4 separate regions of the Sus scrofa genome follow, and regions 1, 2 and 4 are each linked to region 3. A link is a contact called in public Hi-C, HiChIP or PLAC-seq and promoter capture Hi-C data. All regions are on one chromosome and are shown on one strand. Each heading gives the region's core, a stretch centred on a gene start, on an enhancer-like site or on the middle of the called end of the contact. The rest is flanking DNA. Distances are from core to core; before and after follow the strand shown. Region 1 holds the start of SPTSSA (serine palmitoyltransferase small subunit A). Region 2 has its middle 190 kb from the start of SPTSSA. Region 3 holds the start of EGLN3 (egl nine homolog 3). Region 4 has its middle 220 kb from the start of SPTSSA.

The links. Promoter capture Hi-C pulls out the DNA fragments that hold promoters and counts their contacts. Hi-C and Micro-C count contacts between places; a contact is called where the count stands out from the background. HiChIP or PLAC-seq counts read pairs in DNA pulled down with a chosen protein or histone mark.
Region 1: a Hi-C map of liver shows a contact between it and region 3, with 4 times the contacts expected there. The contact joins the promoter of SPTSSA here to the promoter of EGLN3 in region 3. A contact is called at or near these places in 5 of 47 Hi-C or Micro-C datasets (embryonic fibroblasts, heart right ventricle, liver and 1 more).
Region 2: a promoter capture Hi-C map of liver shows a contact between it and region 3, with 7 times the contacts expected there. The contact joins the enhancer-like site here to the promoter of EGLN3 in region 3. A contact is called at or near these places in 3 of 5 promoter capture datasets (fetal liver, fetal skeletal muscle and liver), 5 of 47 Hi-C or Micro-C datasets (brain, liver, retroperitoneal adipose tissue and 2 more) and 2 of 2 datasets of contacts at active chromatin or transcription factors (alveolar macrophages and skeletal muscle).
Region 4: a contact with region 3 is called in an H3K27ac HiChIP or PLAC-seq map of skeletal muscle, with 9 times the contacts expected there. The contact joins the enhancer-like site here to the promoter of EGLN3 in region 3. A contact is called at or near these places in 3 of 5 promoter capture datasets (fetal liver, fetal skeletal muscle and liver), 23 of 47 Hi-C or Micro-C datasets (alveolar macrophages, blood, brain and 15 more) and 2 of 2 datasets of contacts at active chromatin or transcription factors (alveolar macrophages and skeletal muscle).

What each region holds. Positions count from the first base shown.
Region 1 is chr7:65,301,522-65,306,687 of Sscrofa11.1, forward strand. SPTSSA (serine palmitoyltransferase small subunit A) reads left to right here and starts at 1,366. Exons shown (of 2, transcript XM_001926473.3): 1 at 1,366-1,586. The coding sequence starts at 1,370.
Region 2 is chr7:65,487,540-65,493,041 of Sscrofa11.1, forward strand. No RefSeq gene overlaps it. Among named protein-coding and RNA genes, the nearest start is that of SPTSSA, 190 kb to the left of the region's middle. Within about 2 kb of position 3,787, at least 22 of the 83 cell types and tissues checked have an H3K27ac peak or open chromatin away from gene starts, as enhancers often do. A contact at or near this core is called in fetal skeletal muscle, liver and skeletal muscle, where this site is marked.
Region 3 is chr7:65,802,182-65,807,231 of Sscrofa11.1, forward strand. It overlaps EGLN3 (egl nine homolog 3), which reads left to right and starts at 3,332. Exons shown (of 5, transcript XM_001928507.6): 1 at 3,332-4,020. The coding sequence starts at 3,664.
Region 4 is chr7:65,515,545-65,520,819 of Sscrofa11.1, forward strand. No RefSeq gene overlaps it. Among named protein-coding and RNA genes, the nearest start is that of SPTSSA, 220 kb to the left of the region's middle. Within about 2 kb of position 1,982, at least 3 of the 83 cell types and tissues checked have an H3K27ac peak or open chromatin away from gene starts, as enhancers often do. A contact at or near this core is called in skeletal muscle, where this site is marked.

The DNA of each region.
Region 1 (5,166 bases), core at 116-2,615, 500 kb before region 3:
ATGTAGGTCACAGACATGGCTTGGATCTGGCGTTGCTGTGGCTGTGGCACAGGCCAGCAGCTGCACCTCCCATTTAACCCCTAGCCTGGGAACCTCCACATGTAGTGGGTGTGGCCCTAAAAAGACAAAAACAGAAAGCAAGCAAACAAAAAAACCCAGAAGACTTTTACAATACCAATTTCATTTTCTCTGGGCTATCATAGCATTCTACACATAACATAAAAATACCCTTTACAACAATTCACTGTAATCCGTTAACTTGCTTCTCTTCCCTGGTAGACCAGGTAATTTATGAAGGCAGATCTCAGTCTGTCTGTCTTTCTATCCCTTATGTTTAGCTCGACAGCAGTCTAAATGCATAAATAGTTATCAACCAGTAAAGTTTTAAAAGTTTAAGCAAAAGGCTATTTAGAAAACTTTTAACATTTCAATGACAGGCCATTTAATTATCTCACTAACTGTGCGTCTTCATTCCTGAAGGTGAGTGCATTGTTGCTGGCTCATTTGCCAGTGGAAAAACCTGAACATTTAAGGGCAAATCTCCTGGAGGTACCTGCCTACAGACAGACTGCAAGCGGCCTGTCGCCTGCAGAACCCACAAGATCTGCGTCTTTCTCCTGGCCTTGACCTACATAGCACCTAGAAACACTAAAAGAAGTGAACAGATAGATGTATTTAGGGTAATCTCTTTTGTCTTTAGGTTCAGGAATGCACAGATGTCGGTCTATGTGGGTGTTTTTGTGTGTCTGAGTGCATGTGTGCATGGGGAGGGAGGAAGAGGGTCAAGGGTTCATCTCTTTTTCTCAGATGCCTTCCCTAACTTCGTTGACCGGGTTCTATTCACCTCTGCATCCTCTCCGAGCACCTTATTCTCCTTCTCTGCACTGATCACAGCTCTGATTGCATGTGTGTGCTGACCGCTTGTCTCCCTCGCTAGATGGTAAACCGTACCCGACGAGGTAAGGAACGTATTACGTTCCTGTTCACACTAGTAATCCTCCAGCCCAGTAGGACGCCTAAGGCATCACTGGTATTTCACAAATATTTCTTCGACCCTTGTTTCTGGGCAAGACTTGGGTGGACCCACCGTACAAGGGAGCCAGCGCCCGCCCCCAGTGGGCACAACGCCCCGCCCACCAACTACCGCTCGAGGCTGGGCCGGGCGGGGCCCGGCGGGGCGCTCTCGCGGGGACAGTTCTCCGGCTCGCGTGGGCGCGGCCCGGGGAGGGCGGAAACACCGAGGGGGCGGACACGGCGCGAGGCCGAGGCCTGGCCAATGAGCGCCGGCAGGGCGGGGCTCGCGGCCGGCGGTCCGAGCGCGCGCGGAGCTGGGCGTGCCCACGGGTGACGCGCCGGGCCGGGCGGGCCAATGGGCGCGGGGTGGCGGGCGGGCGGGCCTGGTGGCCGGGGGTTTAGGGCGCGCACGGGAGGCCGGCCGGACAGACTGACGTTCAGCTGCAACGCGGGTGGCGGTTTGTCCGGGATGGCGCTGGCGCGGGCCTGGAAGCAAATGTCCTGGTTCTACTACCAGTACCTGCTGGTCACGGCGCTCTACATGCTGGAGCCGTGGGAGCGGACTGTGTTCAGTATCCTGCCCGGGCCTCGGGGCCCGGTGGGGGCGCGGAGCCGGGGCCGCATCCTCCCGGGGCCCAGGCCCTGGAGGGCTGGGTGGTAGGGGGGCGGCGGGAGGGCGGAGAGGCGGCCCCGCGGGAGCCGCGCACCGACTCGTTTCTTCGTGGCGGGCACGCGGAGCCGAGGTCTCGGCGCCGAGGGTGACGCTCCTGCGGTGGTGGGGGGTGGGGAGGCGGCGGGAACTCTTGAGATCCGAGGTCGCGGATGAGTCACTTGACCCGAAATAGAAGCGTCTTTATTAGTGGAGGAGATTCCCCTCCGGCGATGTGTGCCTGGTGTGCCTACCCTTGCACTTCAGCCGTGGCATCCTTTGGTTCAGTCTCCTGTTCTTGTGGGAGGTGTAAGTGGAGCAGATTGCTCCCGGCTCGGACGGCTTTGACCTTTAACTGTCCCTGATTTACCTGGCTTTAGTTCTAATGAAAATGCTAACCAGTTTATCAGCTTTTAAATCCGGTTGTGAATTTGTGTTCATGGCGTCCCAATATAGTTTTAGAAAGCAATTTTTTAAATTGTACCTATTTGGTCTTCATGATGGTTAGTTTAAAAAGTGCATTCTACTCGTTAATTTGCCATTTGCACAGTTCTTAGCAGTCAAGCTCGAAAGGAATTTGTGGTTAGTTGTAGGTAGTGTTTGAAACCGTTTAATAGATCGCCAATAACTACTTGTCCGACTATTGAGCGTTTACTGTGAGCCAAGCAACTCTGCTAAGCAGTTTGCCTGTTATCTTAAGGCATCTAACTTTCATAACCTCAGTTAATAACTCAAGGTTGTGAAGAAATGCTTCCCGAAGTGTCTCCACTTGTCTGTGTTGAGATCCTTTGATATTATTCTAGAATAAACACTAATAATTAGATGTAACTTTTTTTTTTTTAACTTGGGGGCCAATGAGGAACATAATTTACGTAGCATGCTTGCTTCCTATAGGGCCTCTCCTCTTCAATGTGGTTTAGTTTGGAGTAGCTTCAGAACAACTTTGAACAACTTTGCAAATGCATTATTGCATTGTGGTAGAATGACTGAGGTAATTTCATTCCAAGGCTTAATCAGTGTGTTTATTTATATTAAACAGGCATAAGATTGCACTAAAAGCAGAGTCTTTTGTTTCACCACTTCTGAGGTATCTTAGCTGCTTACAAGCAAACTTAGTTTTATTATTGTTGACATTTCTTTACAAACCTGGAATTTAAGAACCAGAATGCATGTTTTGGATTTAAAGTTTGAAGGTAAAGTATGCTCTAATTTTCTACACCATTTATTTGTTACTACAGTTCAGTTTCACTCTAAGTTCTATAGGTTGGAGCTAATGAGGACCTCTTTGTAAAATGTATAGTAAACTGTATACTGAAATGTAGAGCATCTCTCTTTTTCTTTTCTTTTCTTTTTTGTCTCTTTAGGGCCACACCCACGCCATATGGAGGTTCCCAGGCTAAGGGTCTAATCAGAGCTACAGCTGCTGGCCTATGCCAGAGCCACAGGATTGGAGCTGCCTCTGTGACCTACACCACAGTTATAGCAACAGCGGATCCTTAACACAGCGAGGCCAGGGATCCAACCCGCAACCTCGTGGTCCTATTGACTTTCGCCTCTGGAGGGGGAGTTTTTAACATGTTTCAGAAGTCCCCTTTCTCTGCTGGCAGCCATCCCTGGGAAAGGAAAAGACCAGGTTTTGTAACCAGTGAGACACTCCCTGAGGGCCTCACTGAGTAACATTGTAACCATGCTGTTGAGGGGAAGTGGAGAATTGAAAATACTTTGTTATAATACTTGCAAGCATAGGAGTGTAGTGGCTGAGCTGTTAAGGAATGAGACTAGGATTCATGAGCATGTGGGTTCGATCCCTGGCTTCGCTCAGCCGGTTAAGGAGCTCAGTGGGTTAAGGATCCGGCGTTGCCGTGAGCTGTGGTGTAGGTCACAGACAGACTCGAATCCTGTGTTGCTGTGGCTGTAGCATAGGCCGGCAGCTACACCTCCGATTCTACCCAGGCTGTGGGAACCTCCATGTGCCGTGGGTATGACCCTAAAAAGACAGAAACAAACAAAACCCCCCTCCCCAAAAAACCCCTTGTAAGCATAAATAAAAGTTATTTTATCCTTTTTTTTAAAAATAAAAAAAGTTTTATTCTGTAATCACTGGGTTATATTTGCCATCTCTCTACAGCTTCTTATGTTTCCATGGCATTTTTACTTCTGTTTTATTTTAAGCAAAAGTGTGGGCAGTTTTTTTGTTTTTGTTTTTTTTTGGGGAGGGAAATTAGATTCCCCCCAAGACAGTCATGTTTCTTCAGGGAAAGAGTTTTTTTTTTTTTTAATTAAATTTTATTTTATTTTTTGAGTGGGTATTTATTACACTTTTACTTAGAAATGGGTGGGAAAATAATTTGTATCACAATATATTACTTCTAGAATAAAGTTTATATTGCATCCTGATACGATTACCCTGAGTAACAGTAAATCTTCTGTCTGTTAAAATCGTGTATTTTTAAAATCTGTTAGCTCTTATTTTTTTAGCTCAGTGAATTTTATTATATTTATAGTTGTACAGCGATCATTGCAACCCAATTTTATAGCATTTCCATCCCAAACCCCCAGCCCATCCCCCACTCCCAACCTGTCTCCTTTGGAATCCATAAGTTTTGCAAAGTTTGTGAGTCAGTATCTCTTATGCAAAGAAGTACATTGTGTCCTTTTTTTTAGATTCCACATGTCAGTGATAGCATATGACCTTGGTGTCTCACTAACTTCACTTAGCATGATAATTTCTAGGTCCATCCATGTTGCTGCAAATACCATTATTTCTTTCCTTTTAATGGCTGAATAATATTCCGTTGTGTATGTGTACCACATTGTCTTGATCCACTCCTCTGTCAATGGACATTTAGGTTGTTTTCATGTCTTGGCTATTATATAGAGTGCTGCAATGAATATTGGCATACACATATCTTTTTGAATCATGGTTTTCTCTGGATAGATGCCCAGGAGTGGGATTGCTGGATCAAATGGTAATTCTATTTTTAGTTTTCTGAGGAATCTCCGTACTGTTTTCCACAGTGGTAGCACCAGTTTACATTCCCACTAACAGTGTAATAGGATTCCCTTTTCACCATACCCTCTCCAGCATTTATTGTTTGTGGACTTTTTATGATGGCCATTTTAGCTGGTGTAAGGTGGTACCTCATAGAGGTTTTGATTTACATTTCTCTAATAATGAGTGATGTTGAACATCTCATGTATTTTTTGGCCATCCGTATGTCTTCTTTGGAGAATTGTCTGTTTAGATCTGCCCATATTTTGATGGAGTTGTTTGTTTGTTTGTTTTTGGTATGGAGCTGCAGAAGTTGTTTATAAATTTTGGAGATTAATCCCTGGTCAGTTGCTTCACTTATAAATATTTTCTCCCATTCTGTGAGTTGTCTTTTCATTTTGTTTAGGGTTTCCTTTGCTGTGCAGAAACTTTTAAGGTTAATTAGGTCTCTTTGTTTATTTTTGTTTTTATTGTCATAAGCAGAGCGTGTTCTTTAATTGTGGCACTGGGC
Region 2 (5,502 bases), core at 2,537-5,036, 310 kb before region 3:
TTTATGTTTGAAGAAAAGCACCGAGGTGCATTCTGTTGGGCAGCTAGAGTTGGGAACCTGAGAGCCAGTACACCTGCAGCCTGTACCTGGGAGCATGATCTTCCCAGCACGTGGAGACTCTAAATGTCAGATGACACGTACAGTCATGAATTTTGGCATCAGAACTCCTTTGCCATCTTTGGGCCCTTATTATCTCTTCGATCTTTTCAAAGCACCAGGTTGGGCCTCCCTCTGCTTTCTACACCTGGGAATCTTCCACATGACACAGGTATTGGGGGTAGGAGCCAAGGTAAGACCCAGACTCTGGGACCAGGTTCCTGTAACATGTGGTCTCTCTGAGAGGGAGGGTGAGTAATCTAGACCAGGCAGGGAATTACACGGCAGGACCTTGGGGGGGCTTCCTGCACTGGGCCCCATCGTGCTCCAGGGAACTCGGCCGCTTTCCTGCCAGCGGGAGATGATGAGGTCAGTTCTCTGAAGGTTCCACCCTGGAAAAGGAGACGGTAGGAAGGTGACTGGAAAATGCTGTTTTAAAATGTGTGGGACTCTCATAGAACCCTAGAGGGAAATAAATTTTGTAACTTTTAAAAATTATTATTGTTCCTAAATTTCCACAGTGGAGAATTAGGGACTAGTTCCTGTTCAGCTTTTGTGTATTTGACGTGGGATCTCTGGGGACTCAGGGCGCACTACGGGAAGGGCAGGGAAGAGGTGTTCCTGCCCCTCAGGGAGGGGTCAGGGGACCCAAAACAAGAGCCGAGATTTATGAGGTGTCTGCGTGTAGTTTAAAGCAGGGTAGGGAAGCAGTCCAGCTCTTCGTCTACAACCCTTTGTTTTGAGATAAATTTAAACAGGGCTGTGAAGAGAGTTTCACGTTTGTGCAAGTGCCTTTTACGAACAATAGTTTCCAACCATTTAATAATGACCTTGGCAATAATGACTTTCAGCCAAACAGCACAATTCTCAATCTGTCCCCGGCTTTGCCGAGAACACTTCCTGTGCTCCTTAATCGCTTCTCCCATCTGGGAAGGACCGGGCTCTCCGGAAGACACCTGTTTTCTTGACTGTTATTTTCGAAGCTTGGATCCCTGGCTGGATCCGAATCGTTGTAAGTGAGGAGATAGGGGCCAGAGGGTCAGGCTGTCTGTCCTGTGGGATAGAAATCACGAAATGTGTGTGAGATACAGCCATCATCTCAGCTCCTGCTGGTGAATTTTCATGTGAGGCTGGGTAGGGTTCAAGGACTTGTTTTTGTAAAGGTGAAGGAATTCACAGAGAAGGCGAAAAGTAAGATTGTGAAGAATGAAAATCAGAACTAGAAGAAAAAGAAACATAGCGTTAGAGGAGGGAAAATAATTTAGTTTAGAAAAAACTTATACGTCCTTAGGAGATCGGCACTTGTATTTAGATCATCCAGTGTATCCGTGAGCAAATTTCTTGGTACTTGGTAAAGACAGTGAGGCTTAAATGAACAAGGAAAGAGCCAAGTTTTCTGTAAAGCTTCTCATGCTTGTGGGGTCTGAGGACTCAACATTACTAGAGGGAGGTGGAGTTGAGGATGGGTGGGGTAGTGTTACTTGTTTGGTCTTTTCTCAGTCCCTGTCTTATAGCAGGAGTTATCGGTGAAATGGCCCCAGGCAATCCCCAGCAAGGGCCTCCTGGCTTTAGCAAATCTATCCTAACAGCGTAATTCACTTCCCAGCATTGGCAGGTCACATCTGGACAACTTCCCACTAGAGTCTTGGTGCCTGACCCTCTCATGCCTCTAAGAGGGAAGCTTTGTGGGACAGCGGTGACTCCCCAACATGGAAGAGCCACCGTTGTCTTGGGCATTGCAAACATCCCTGTGATATGGGCCTAGCAGGGAGCAGAGAGTTGGTGCAGGAAATACCAAAACAATGTAAAACCAACTCCTGTCTCCAAGTACCATACTGCCCACATGCAAATTTACCAAAAAAAAAAAAAAAAAATTCCATGGAAAAAATATAAGAATGTTTGTTCAAGTAAGTTAGAACTGATAAACTTTTAACCAGCAACAGCAGAGTCCAGGAGTGATTGGCGTGTGAGGGGAAAGCAGAAATATTCTAAAAAGGAGAGTTTAAAATTCAAAGCCGGGTAACATAATAATAGCAATACCATTTAACCAGCAGGCAACAACGTATTCAAATACTAAGACACTGTTCCTAAAACTCAAAGCTCATAGAAGAGTTGACCTCATTTGTTGGGGTGTTTGTGAGATATGAGCATCATTATCCTGATGTTGTGGACAAGGAAATGGGGGCTCAGAAGGCCTGAATTGTTGTTTCCAGCATGTTCCATGGACAACAGTACAGAACTCTGATTGTAGGATGAAGCCTTGATCTGTCTCGGGAGCCCAAGGGTTCACCCTTTGCCTCCCACTAGCCTTTCTTCAATATCTTTCTGAGGCTTAACTATTACATTAATTGGGTTACTATACTGGTGTCTTTTGCTGGGGGAGAAGTGGCTACATAATTTTTGGAGAGTTATAAAACAGTATGTCTGAAATCATTTCATCTTTGCACATTTATACATGAAAAAAAGATATATGCCAATTTATTAACAGTGGTTATTTCTGATATATGCAATTATGGATTATCTTTACATTTTTTTATCCCCTTGGAAGTGATAAATATAAGTATGCATTATTTTTGTATTAAAGAAAAAAATCCCTAAAATGGTAAGACAAAATATTCTAGGGTTTTAAAAAAACTTTCTAAGAGTTCCCTGGTGGCCTAGTAGACTAAGGATCTTGTCACTGCTGTGGCTTGGGTCATTGTTGTGGCTCAGATAACCACCCCACTTGTCCTGTGCTCTCAGCAGAGAGGCTACATCTGAGATTTGACAGGGATCTGCCCTGCAAGTTCTGCACAAAGGCTGGAGTTATGTTAAAAAAGAGGATTTCCTGAAAAGCTGAAAATATAATGAATAGGTAGTTGGGAAAGCTGAGTTGGTGACAGACAAGTTGCTGGATTTCTATCATTTGACTTAATATTAATAAGCCTTCATTATCCCCACTTCTTCAGGTCTTGACCCTTTTTCTCCTTTTCAGAAAGGAATTGGTGTTTCCTGTTTCTGCCATGAAATAAATGCAAAAATTAAGACTCCAAAATGGACCATTTATATCAAAGGCTCTGGTCACAGAGTTGGCAGCTGTCCCTTGAGACCCATTCATCTGATCCTTCTTCCGCAATTGTAGAAACCAAGATTTATGCCTTGGCACAGGGATTGGCCCCAGTTCCCTCCTCCCAGTGCCCCGAAGATCACACTTCCCAGCTTTCCTTCTAGCCATGGAACCTGTAGTAGCTGAGTTCCAGCTGGCGGTTGTTAGAGGAAGTGGTGAGTGCGACTTAACAGGGGCCGTCCTTATAGGAAAGGGACTGCATGCTTTTCTTTTTGCTGGCAGAGTCCAGAAGTGTAGTTTAACTCCAGCAGCCATTGTGGGTCATGAAGAGACCTTAGGAATAGGAGCAGCAAGAGAGGAGAAACCCGGGTTCCTGAGTGTGGAGCCCTATTCTAGCCCTGGGCTAATCAACCCCTCTTACTTTTTGAAAGTCAGAGGGAGAAACTAATTTGAGCTCTAGTTATATCGGATTATTCTTTTACTCACAGCAGAACTAAGTCTGACTAATACAGCAACTGTGAGCTGAAGGGAAGCTGATTTACTTGAACTTGGCAGACCATGAGCCTGTCTCTGAGGACTTAGGGCATGTGTTCCCTGAGCCCAGCACTTCCCCTGGGAGCTCAGCCAATAGCATAGTGTGAACCAGAGGGCAGAGCCCTGGTCACAAGTTGTGGCTCAGATTATAGCAAGGCCTTTGGTCAGGGAGGAACATAGCACCGGGGTGAGAGCATGGGCTTTGGGTCAGAAAGATCTGAGTTAAAGCACTGAATCTATTAACAATTTGTGTGATTTGAACTTCAGTGTTTATGGTTGTAAGGATTAATCAGATATCATACTGAGAATATGTCAGTCACTGGGGCATAATAGGCACTAAAAATGTAGCTGTTATTATTAAAATACATGAAATACATTAAGTATTAACAGGACTTTGTGCATCCAAGGTTTGTAAAACTCTTGCCTTTATGATTAATAACAAGGCATGGATTCAAGCTGTCTAAATGAATCCTCATAGGTGGAAATATAAGAGCTATTAAAAAAATCTCCTAGTGTAAAAATGTCTAGATACATGATATTTTTGCTCAACCCTCAGTGTAAAGGGGCAGCTTCTTGCTTAGAGAAAAAAAAAATCTCTGTCAATGAATAAGACTTTTGATAACTGCATTGGATCTGGATTCCTAATTTCAGAAAAAAGAACCATAGAGGCCAATTTTATTAGAAAGGGACTTGTTAGAGTAGTGGTTTCTGGAATTTCAGGAAGACCAGAGAACCAAGGTTGGAAAGTATCCAGCCAGGAGCAGTGTAGCCTGGAGAACTGCCAACCACACAGGTGATGGATCTTGTGAAGCTCCCGCTGGAGCCTCTGTCCACTGCTTGGCACCTGTGAGCAGGGGAGGGAACACTGGAACCTCAGCCAGAGCTGCCACAGAACAGAGCAGCCATGCCGGTCCGTTTCCTTGTGTCTCCACCACCCACCTTGTGTCCCACCTAGGCCATTGAAGTCTGTGTGATGGTGGGTAGAGACTAGGTCACACACAGCCCAGTAGATGCAGAGGAGGGGAAAGGTAGCTTTGAAGCTCTTTAGACCATAGGACTGGAAGGTGTCTTAGCCTGTGCTCCCCCAGAAGGCAGGGCTTTGATGTGGAGAGTTGGTTTTGGAAAGTGATCCTAGGGAAAAAAAGGGGGAAATGTGAAAGAGCTTTAGGTCTGAGATTATGTCTTTAAATTGAGGAGTTCGACTCTTCTCACCATCAGTGGAAATAAAGATGGGCTGAATGCAATTCAGTATGGAAATAAATTCACGGAATCACAAGGATTCACTGTAAAAATCAGACCTGATGCAGTTTGGAGGTAGAACTATTGCAGTTAGGGGGCAACTGCAGTGGTATTACAGGAAATTTTAAGACTTGAAGTAGGACAGGGACTGGGAGAAGCAAAAGAATGGGCCACAGGGTATCTAACTGCTGGACCTGATGGCTAATGGCTTATAGAGGAGAGAAGGGCAGTTTGAGATGGTAGCCTTGGTGCTTGGGAGATTGGTAATGTCTTCCACTGAGATCAAAGATACTGGAGAAGAGGGAGTCCTGTTGTGGCTCAGCCGGTTAAAAATCTGACTAGTATCCATGAGGACTCGTGTTTGCTCCCTGGCCTTGCTAGTGGGTTAAAGATCCGTTGTTGCTGTGGGCTATGGTGTAGATGGCAGATGCAGCTTACATCTGGCATTGCTGTGGCTGTGGTATAGGCTGGCAGAAGCTCCTTTTTGACCCCTAGCCTGGAAACTTCCATATGCCATGGGTGTGGCCATATAAAGAAAAAAAAGATACTGGAGAAGAGAGAGATATGGTTGGAGGTGGAGAGGGTGA
Region 3 (5,050 bases), core at 2,082-4,581:
CTGAGCTTGTGCGTGGCTCCAGCCTGTCTGTGCCCCTCGGTGTAATCACACACTGTGTTTTTGCTAGTTACGGTATCTCAGGCTCTTCTGCCAAGTGCAGGGCTGGCAGCCCCAGGTTAATTGGGAGGCCCTTGATTGATTAATAGGTGACCTTGCCAAGCAGGGACGGTGGCAAGGGAATTGAAAACCTGTCTACACTGCCTATTCTTTGCAACGAAAGTAATCTTGAACAGATTGAAGGTGATAGTCACTAAAACTTGCTCATAGACTGTTGCTCTGGGTACTGCTAGAGCTTTATTCTGAAATTATGGAGGACCTTCCCTATGGCCGATAGCATAACTACATGGCATTGTCTCTGCAATGGCTTGGGTTCTAGTTCACATGCTGCAGGTGTGGCCAATTTTTTAAAAAATAATAAAGTTATGGAAATATTATTTGAATAGTGAGCCAAATTTACCCAGTCCTGGGATTTAAAGTCCTGGGTCAATATGTTCATTCTGGGAGGTAGGGATGTAATTTTGTGTTTTACTGACCACCACCCCCTCCACCTTCTACTGTGGATTTCTGGTCCTCTGTAAATTCCCTAATTGTTCTTAGGAGTCTCAGGAGTATCGGGTAAGGAGTTCCCACTGTGGCTCAGTGGGTTTCAAACCTGACCAATATCCATGAGGATGCGGGTTCGATCCCTGGCCTTGCTCAGTGGGTTAAGGATCCAGCATTGCTGTGAGCTGTGGTGTAGGTCTCAGACACAACTTGGATCCTGTGTTGCTGTGGCTGAGGCACAGGCTGGCAGCTGCAGCTCCAATTCGACCCCTGGCCTGGGAACTTTCATATGCCATGGGTATGGCCCTAAGAAAAAAGTCTTCAGGTAGAAAAATTTTAGCCAGCTACCAAGGATTATCTATCAATTCCCCCCTTTTCAATTTAGGCATATCTCCTTCTGAGGTCTGCTACAGACCCTGAAGCTGCAAAAAACATAAGCCACTGCCTACCAGGGCCCACATTCAGCACACCTCAGACCATACATTTCCAGGTCCCCCATTACCCATAATGCCCCTGAAGGAGATCACTGGATGGGCCAAAGTATCCTGGTCATGCAGGGTCAAGCAAAAGTGGGGTAGGGGCCTTCTGTCTTATGGTATTGCATCTCCATTTCACTGCTTAGCACAAAAACAGCCCTCCAGCTTTCACTACAGGCCTCCTGCTCCCAGGACTCCACCATGACTGATAGGGAGGCAAAGCCAGGAGACAGATACCCTGCAGAATGCCTAACTACCCCTTCACTGGCCCCTGAAGTTTTGTCTGGGCTAGGCTGCTCTGCCTGACACTCTCCCAGTGATTTCTCTTTGGGAGGCGCCCCAATCCTTCATGCAAATGGACCCTTCCTGCAGGCTTCAGACAAGCCCAGACATGCCCCAGTCTCAAAAGGAGGGTGCCCTGGCTCAAGGTCAGACGCCAGTTTCCCAGTAACTATTGGACAGGCACCTACTATGTGCTGGGTGCTAGGAGTGCAAGGATGATGGGCTCCTGTCATCTAGGAGGTGCTGTGGGAATTTAGACAGCAGTTCCTTGAGGCTTGCCAGTCAAGCCATTACCCTAGTTGGTGCACCTCCAGCTGAAAGGTCATATCAGTAGTGTGCCAACTTATTGCAATCTGGGCAGAGATCCTCCTCTCTGTATAACGAGGAGTTTCACCTAGTTTCTCCTTGACTTCTCCTGAACATCCTTCAGGCTCTTCCTTGCCCATGTGCCTCTGTCCACTTCTTTCCATCAGTAGAAGCAGCAGCAGCATCCCTTTCTTGTTCTGCTCTCTGTTCTTGGCCTGGACTTCATTCCATTTCTTCTTTCATATTTCTCCCCTCAGATGCAAAGAGGAGAGGGCCATGGCCCGGTGGATAAAAGTGCAGAAACTGTAGGGGACTGAGTTCAAAATAAACAATACCTCTAACGCCCGTACATTCTTCTTTTTTTAACTTCTTAAACAAATATTAACTATACTTTTAATTTATCTATTTTTCCTTTTTTTTTTTTTTAATGGCTACACCTGCAGCATATGGCAGTTCCCAGGCTAGGGGCTGAATCAGCTGCAGCTGCTGGCCTACACCACAGCCACAGCAATGCCAGATCTACACTGCAATGCAGGATCCCCAACTCACTGAGTGAGGCCAGGGCTCAAACCCACATCCTCATGGACATTATGTAGTGTTCGGAACCCTCTGAGCCACAACAGGAACTCCTATTCAGTTTATTTAAACTAAAAGAGAAAACAAAAACAGCTCAACCTTTTTTTTGTTTTGGTTCAACTTTATATAAGACCTTATGTGATGTAACTTACATAACAACTTAATGTGAAAACTGTGCATTCTTTTGTTCAACTTAAATGAAGAACCCACGTGCAAACTAACGTAAAACATAGACATAGCTTTGCACACAATTTACGACTCTTTTTTTCCTGATTCTGTCCTCTGGTGTTCAGTAGAAAAGGGAATTTTAAAAGTCCATAAATCGGCTTACCTTTGTGATAACTAAGGAGTCGTCTCAGTAGTGGCCCTCTCTCCCACATAAATGCGGTTTTCTGTGGGAAAAGTCAGGTGAAAAATCTAGAATATTATCCTTTGGGGGAACATAATTATGTTGGCTATTACATGAGCATGTGGATAATTTTGAAGGCTGACTTTCAGAACATCGTATTTTAGTAAGAAGCCTGAAAGGTAGGTAAGTAGATGAAAACATCCAGCAAAGCAAAATACAGTATTTTCAGGGTTCCAGGAGATAACGACCCAGTATTTCTTCACTGTTCACACCCTCCTTCGTTGAGCGCATAAGACCTTGAATACAGCAGGGGTCAGGGAGCTGCTTGTTAATTTTAGTTAAAATTGGATTCTTCCCTGTCTCTCAATGGCTTGAAGCTGCCGACCTGGGTCAAAACAGCAGAGGAAAGGGGAATAAGGTAGCAGGTAAACCTAGCACGAGATCGTTGCTAAAATATTTGCTCCTGGATTTATTATTTTAATCAAAAGCCTGTGAGCCTAGACTATGCTGTTAATTTCATTTACATTTTAAGAGTTGGAAAGCAGCTTTTCAAGTTTGTTTTGGGAATTTATGTAAAACAATATGCAAATCGATAGCATTCTAAAAATGCCTTTGGTTCTCCAGGCCCTCTTCGGGTCACAAACAAGCGAGGCGGGCGCCGGGCTCGCCGGCCGGGTTTCTTGGGCCAGGGGTAAACCCGGCGGGGTGGCGGGCGGGGAGGAAGGGCTGTCCCGGAGGCGGTCCCGAGGCGGAGCCTGGGCGGGGTCCGTGACGCTAGGAGTCGGCAGGCTCAGGGGCTGGACCTCAGCCTCTCCTCCCCGCCTGGGGCCGCCGACGCACCAGTGGTGGCTCTGCGCTTCCAAAAGGGGCCCTCCGCCTGCTCACTGGGCCAGACTGGCGCTGAGTCGTGAAACCCTACACAGCTCTCGCCGGTCCCTGAACAGGATCACTCCTTCCCAGAGTTACGAACAACTTTCCCCTCTCCCTGGCGCCGCGGCGGCTCGGGTACCTTGGCCGTCGCAGGTAGCTGAACCCCAGGCCACGCTCCCCGCGCCTGGGCTGAGCATACACTCAGGTCGCTCCCTCTCTGGGTGCACGCTGGGGGTCCCTGACCTCGGCTCTGTGGGCACGATGCCCCTAGGACACATCATGAGGCTGGATCTGGAGAAAATCGCCCTGGAGTATATCGTGCCCTGTCTGCACGAGGTCGGCTTCTGCTACCTGGACAACTTCTTGGGCGAGGTGGTGGGCGATTGTGTCCTGGAGCGCGTCAAGCAGCTGCACTGCACCGGGGCCCTGCGGGACGGCCAGCTGGCCGGGCCCCGCGCGGGCGTTTCCAAGCGGCACCTGCGGGGCGACCAGATCACGTGGATCGGAGGCAACGAGGAAGGCTGCGAGGCCATCAGCTTCCTCCTGTCCCTCCTCGACAGGCTGGTCCTGTACTGCGGGAGCCGGCTGGGCAAATACTACGTCAAGGAAAGGTCCAAGGTAGGACGTGCGCGGACGCTCGGCTGCTGCAGCCCGCGGGGACCGGGGACGTTCGGAGTGCGCTGATTGTTGCCTTCACAGGGCAGCAAGCGAACCTTAGTTTTTTAACCAAGAAGCAAGAAGCCTGCCTCGTCCCCCAACCCCCTTCCCATGTTTGGACAGGTTATAAGAAACATTATGTATGATCCGAGGCACACCTGAAACTCTTGACCTTAAATGTTTACTTTCAAGTCACCTCATATTGCCCTTCAGGCCTTCCCTGTGTGGAGGAGATTCCGACATAAGCACTTTTAAATAATTCTAGAGACAGTGTGATTTCACGATGTGGCATTTGGTTTGCGGGATTTGGCAGATGTGAGAAGAATTTGACTTGTGAAGGAGTAAGGCTCATCTACACTTTTGAGTGCTGCCTTTGGCTTGTTGCCCCCGGGACACTATTAGATCACCCACTTGATGTAAAAATGCTCTCCTGGTGCTGAGCCCAGGCCACCACTTGCCTTTCCTAACTATCAATTGCTGGGGAAATCCATCAGAACAACCAGTTAAGTGATCCAGAGAGGGTAGTCAAGTACCTCTGGAAAGAAACCATGTTTTTGTTCACATGGCCACAAGTTGCTCTCTGGGTAGTAATTTATCCTGGAAGCATTTACAGGTAGATTGGCAGAAATACGGGAACGTGGAGTACCATGATGTTGGTGTGTGTGTGTGTTATGGTGGGATAGTCTAGTTACTCAGTCTTTTCTGCAAAAGGTAATCTAGCCGGGGCAGAACTTCCAGGGCAGTTCTGAGAGTGAGCTGTACCTCTTTTATTGTGGACTGGTCAAGGGGCACTTGGAAGTAGAAAAGTTTTACTTTAACTCAGGGAGGCAAAACATACTAGAGAAGGAAGGTGAACATTCACCTATGTACTATTCTATAACACGATGTGTAGTTTTTCTCAATTTAAAATTTATCCTGTGGTAAAACATACCATTTTTGTCTTATTTGTCCCATACGCTGAGGTGAAGCCTGAAAAGGTGTAGAAATGGAG
Region 4 (5,275 bases), core at 732-3,231, 290 kb before region 3:
TCATTTGTAGGGCCTGAAGCACAAAGCATGATGCCAAAGATGCATCCCTGGGTGAGTTGGGTGTGTAAGATGGGAGCCAGTGGCAGGGGAGGGCGGGAGTCTCCCCTGGAGGACTCAGTTCTGTGCTCAGTTCAACCTCAGGCAAATCCCTCAGGTTCTTGAGAACCATCTAGTAGAAGGTTAAGAGCTCAGGGTTTAGAGGGAAGCAGCCTGGTTTGGAATCCCAAGGTCACAGCTTAGCGGACACATTCCTTACCTTAAATCTCTTTAACTGTTAAATGGGGGAAATAGTAGGACTCCCCTTATAGGGTTGTTTTGAGGATGAGAAGAGATCGTGTTGAAAAATGATCATGTTGAAAAATGATAGATGAGAGGCATGGATGAGTGCTAGTCTAACTCATCATCGTTGTCATCATCACTATCGTCATCATCCTCATTTTTTTAAGGAGAAAAAGGGAGCTTTCTTGCTCTGCCAGACAAAGGGGCCACAGTAGGCTATTGCCTTAAAGACTGTGCCCCCCCCCCATCATCATCATCCTTTAAAAACAAGGTGTGCCGAGTCTGGACTCAGCCTCACCTGTCTTTGGGTCCCCCTCGCCTCTCTTCCCCTTGGCATCACTAGTAATGGGAGCCTGGGAAAGACCTGGTGGAATCCCACCTGCCAGTTTCCTTTTTCTGCTTTCTCTGTTAGGAAATGCTTTAGGTTTTTAGGGACTCTGTTGATACAGGGATTATTTAGCGTTTTTATTCTCTGAAGGTGCTGGCATAGCATCAGTCTGTAATTCTAAGGAAAAGGCATTTAGCTGTGCCTTTCTTTGTTTGTCGGGAACATTTCTGTAGATAAGCACCCTGCACAGTAAATAAACTGCATTGTTATTACATTGCCTAGCAATTTACCTGTAACAGACGGCTGTGCCTGCTATAATGACATGATAGCTAATCCATACCCCTGCATGATTTTATCTTCTACTGGAAGAGGCTGGCGAGTTTAAAGGGGACACCCTCAAGGATCAGCTGGGAGAAGCCAGTTCTGGGTTTTGTGAGTGAGGTTTTTTTTTTTTTTTTGCAGGGGGTACATCAAAAATTCTGTGTCCGGATTTTGAACAAGTGCTTCATTTCAGGATCAGTTACCTTAAGCTTCCCACAAGTAGCTTCTCCCTAAAGCTTCTGTTTGATTTAATTAAAAAAGTCAGCCTTCAAGTCTGTGGTTAATATGGAGGATAATTTCTTTTCTTACTGCATTAAGAGTTTTGGATGTGTAAATAGTCTATCAGCCAACTTGTTTTAATAAGTAAATAGCAATTGCCTTTGGCAATGGGTAAATAATGTTGTTTTCTTTTATTTTGCTTTGTTATTAACTGTATGCTTTGTGATAGGGCCCTTCCAGTGATGTTATTATTAGATCCCAAGGCTAGAACTATTTTTAGCTCTATTAGGTCGACACCGCTTATGGAAACACCAAAATGATGTATATTGTCACCATAATTCTCAGTGTAAGCTACAGAGCTGAATTTGCGTTTGCACCTGTTTCTTGTGGTTTGCTGTTTGTTTTTCTGACTATACCGAAAGCTTCTAGAAGGAGGTAGCTGGCTTTGGACTTCTCAGGAGGCTGTGGCCCCTCCTGGAAAAGGTGTAAACTTGGAGTGCAACCTGGGTTGAGCCCCTGGCTTTTGTCAAGAATAGTCCATGACCCTGGGTGAGTTCTTTGCCTTTCTGTCTTTTTTTTTTTTTTTTTTTTTTTTTTTTTTTTTTTTTGTGGCTGTCATCTAAGATATTACTTCAGCATTTTTTAGTAATTGTCTAAAGATACCTTTTGCAGCTTAACTGTTACTGGTGGTGCTTATCATAAGGAATAAGAATTGTTTCACATTTAAGACCCTTCCCAGAATGGGCCATTCAGTTTTCCCTCACTCACCCCTGCTCAATCTTTCTCCCAGAGAGAAGACGTGTCTCACTTGTCCTCGTGATGAGTTATGTTGGGTGATTGCTGGCTGGTGGACTATTTATATCTCTCTAATCTGTCTATTTCTCTCCTTCTCCAGCACCACCAATGGCTAACATTTATTGAAGGCTTATGGTGGGCTGGGTGCTCCGCAGGCCTGATCTCATTTAATCCCCACTAAAACCATTATTATTGCCATTTTACAGGTGGGGAATTTGAGGCTTAAAGGGGTGAAGCAAATTATCCAAGGTCACACAGCTAATTAGTGTTAGACTCGGATCCGATCTCCCACCTAGACTCTATGGAGGACTGGTGGGGCAACTGGTCCCTCCCTTCCCAGTCACTTGCTTCCCTCAGGGCTGCCTCTGGTCCAAGGGAAACATGAGCTTTGGCAAAAGAAAACCCAGCACCCCCTTCTAGCTCCCTCCCTTCCTCCACCCACTAATACTCTGGACTAGCCAGCTTCTGCCCACCTCCTGTGTCTTCTTGTGCATCACTCTACCCCGGCTCTCTGCCTTTTGGTGACCTTCTTCCTGTTCTGGTTGTGCCATCTCTCCTCTGTCCTCAGAATCTCTGTTGATGTGGTTCCTCTGATGGGAACCACCTCCTTCATCTCTTTGCCTGGAGCCCCAGTTGCATTTTCTCATCCTTTCCTTCTCAGCCTTCTCCTATTAGAGAAAGATGTAGGATGTTGCTTCCTGGTGGCCTATTATATCTTTCCAGACCCTACTGGTTTTTTTCAGCTCGAAGGTCTGTTTATTCCTGACCTCACATGGGGTTTGGTTGTCCTGGTCTGTGCTCTCAGAGCCGTAGTGCCTCTTCTCAGTGGATTCTTCATAGCAAGATTTTTAGTTTCAAAAACTGTATTTGTGTAGTTACTTGGTTAATGGCTCTCTATGCCACCCTGCCTGGAGGTTTTATGAGGACAAGTACCCCTTTAGCTTATTTTGTGTCCTCAGGTTCTAACACAATAGCACACAGTATCATCATTTACCATGTTGAGTAAAAGCTGAGCTTTCGAATCTGGGAAATACTAATGATCAATCCTGGGGTTTCTTAGTCCTCTCTTGTTCCTGGAGAAGCGAGCAGTGTATATAAACTATGTGGTCCCTGGGCCTCCTCGTGCGTGTGTGTGTGTGTGTGTGTGTGTGTGTGTACGCATATGTGTATGGAGGGGGTCTATGTGTGCATCTCTGAATGTGTGCGTCTCATGTCCACCTACTCACGGACACACGCCTGCCTTCCCTCTCTCCATCACAGACAGCTGAACCAGGAAGGTGAAGAATATTTTTCATGGCGTTATTTTTATGATAATCTATTTCGATGGTTAATTTGGTTTAGGACACTGATTTATCGCCAGTTTATAGATCTTTCTCTCTCTCTCTTTTTATTGTCCTATTTGAATTATAAGGATGGCATGTGTGAAATGGAACTTCTTGGCCTATTGTTCTGCTTCTCACGCAACCAGTGTAGTTCAGACAATAAAAAGATCTATAAAATTAATATATACACAGAGTAGAGAGAGGAAAGAGAGGGACAGAGACAGGGAAAACAGGTAATGCTTTGGAATTGGATACCACATTCATCTCTTGCCGGTGAAGTTTGGAATCAGAATTTACATGCAGAGGAGGCAGAAATGAGCTATGAAGGTGGTGTCCTCTGGTGCGGAAAGAGGTCTAGTAATTCCAGCTTACCTAGGTGATGCAGAAAACATATTTTCCTCTTTTTTTAATCTTTTAAAACAATTTTAAGGGCTTATAACTGCTGGGCTAACTTTAGAAATATGTGCTCCAAAAATATGACTTTAAAGAAAATAAATACCAGGCCACTTGGATTATGTAATCACTTAGCCTTGTAATTACTTGTAATTACTTAGTTGTATCACCAACAGGCATCTAAAATGGATATTGGCCTGCATTGGGCACACACCTGGCACGCTGTAGGTATTCAATACATATTTGTAGAATAAAAGTATAACTGAATGAGTGCTGAAGAGGTGTGACTGGTTAACTGGTACTCAGACCTACCATCCTGACTTCACTGATCCTTCACCCGAGGGAGGAAGTGCCCCTTCCCCATCCTCCCCATCACATGATGTGCTTTTCTGGACCGTTCTTCTCCTTCTTTTGGCCCCTGGCTTCTCTCATGGTTTTGTTACTCTTCTTGCACTGGCTATTCACCTGTTCCTTTAAAAGACCTGAGATGGAAGTATGCCAGTGGAGCCACTGGTCGTGATGAGTGCCTTCTGAGTGGAAAACAGACAACGGTCTCCCTACCTTCTGAGGAAGTTTTTTGAATGACCAGGTGGCAGTTCCCAGATGGGATTTCACTTGAGGTTCTTGGATTGACTATTTATTGCTAGACTTGAAATGATGGTTATTATTGTTACAAATATTATTATGCTGAGGAAGCCAGCTTGCAAGCACAGACAGCTGCATTGTTTACAAACATAATTAATGAGGTGATTCTTAATATCAACAGCTCAGCACCAGCCTTCCTGAAGACTGTTTATGGCCTGGGCCACAGAGCCATTTGTAACTTCCACAGCACTTCTAAGACCGGGCGGCCCCCAAGAGTCGTTTCCCTAGGCTGGGCCCTGGTTTATTTTATGAATGACAAAAATAAACCTCTACTTGTTGCTGGTGAGGAATGGTTTATGTCTAGCAAGCCCAGCTCCAGCAGAAGATAAACACAGGAATACTTTTCTAAGAAGTGAAGGTGCATTTCTTAGCAGCTAACTTCTGTATTTATACAATTGTTATCCAATGAAAGTGGATGTTCTGGGGGACTGGGATGGGATGGCGCATTCCTTTCTAAACATGGAAATGTTTTGTGTGGTATCATGTTCCATAAACACCTGCAATATAGCAATACTCAGAAAAATGGCTTAGACTGCAAATAGGTTTTTGACAGCCTAACAGCTGAGGCCTTTTGCATGACCTCAGGCTTTTATTCCATTTAATTATATTTGGGTGAAGGATTTGAACAAAAGATGTTCTCGTCTCTAAACCTGGCCTGGCACAGCCTTTCAAAATGGACTCAAAAGCAAATCATTTTTCCTTAGTAAGTATTAGGTTGGACTCAACCTCTTGTTATTTTTCCCTTGCCTTCCTGAGTCTGAATTTTGAGCTTTTGTCAGTGATTGGTATCTGGTGTACACCAAGTTTGAAAGATAAGTTTATGCTTATGAGGTGCCTGCCTTTGGGTACCTTCCCAAGCAAATAGGCAAATGACTCTTCCACCTGTACAATAAAATGAAACCATCACCCTCTAGGCTCTCCTCTATTCAAAAGCAAGAAATGGTGTTAGTCTGGTGTCTTGGCCTGATTCTTA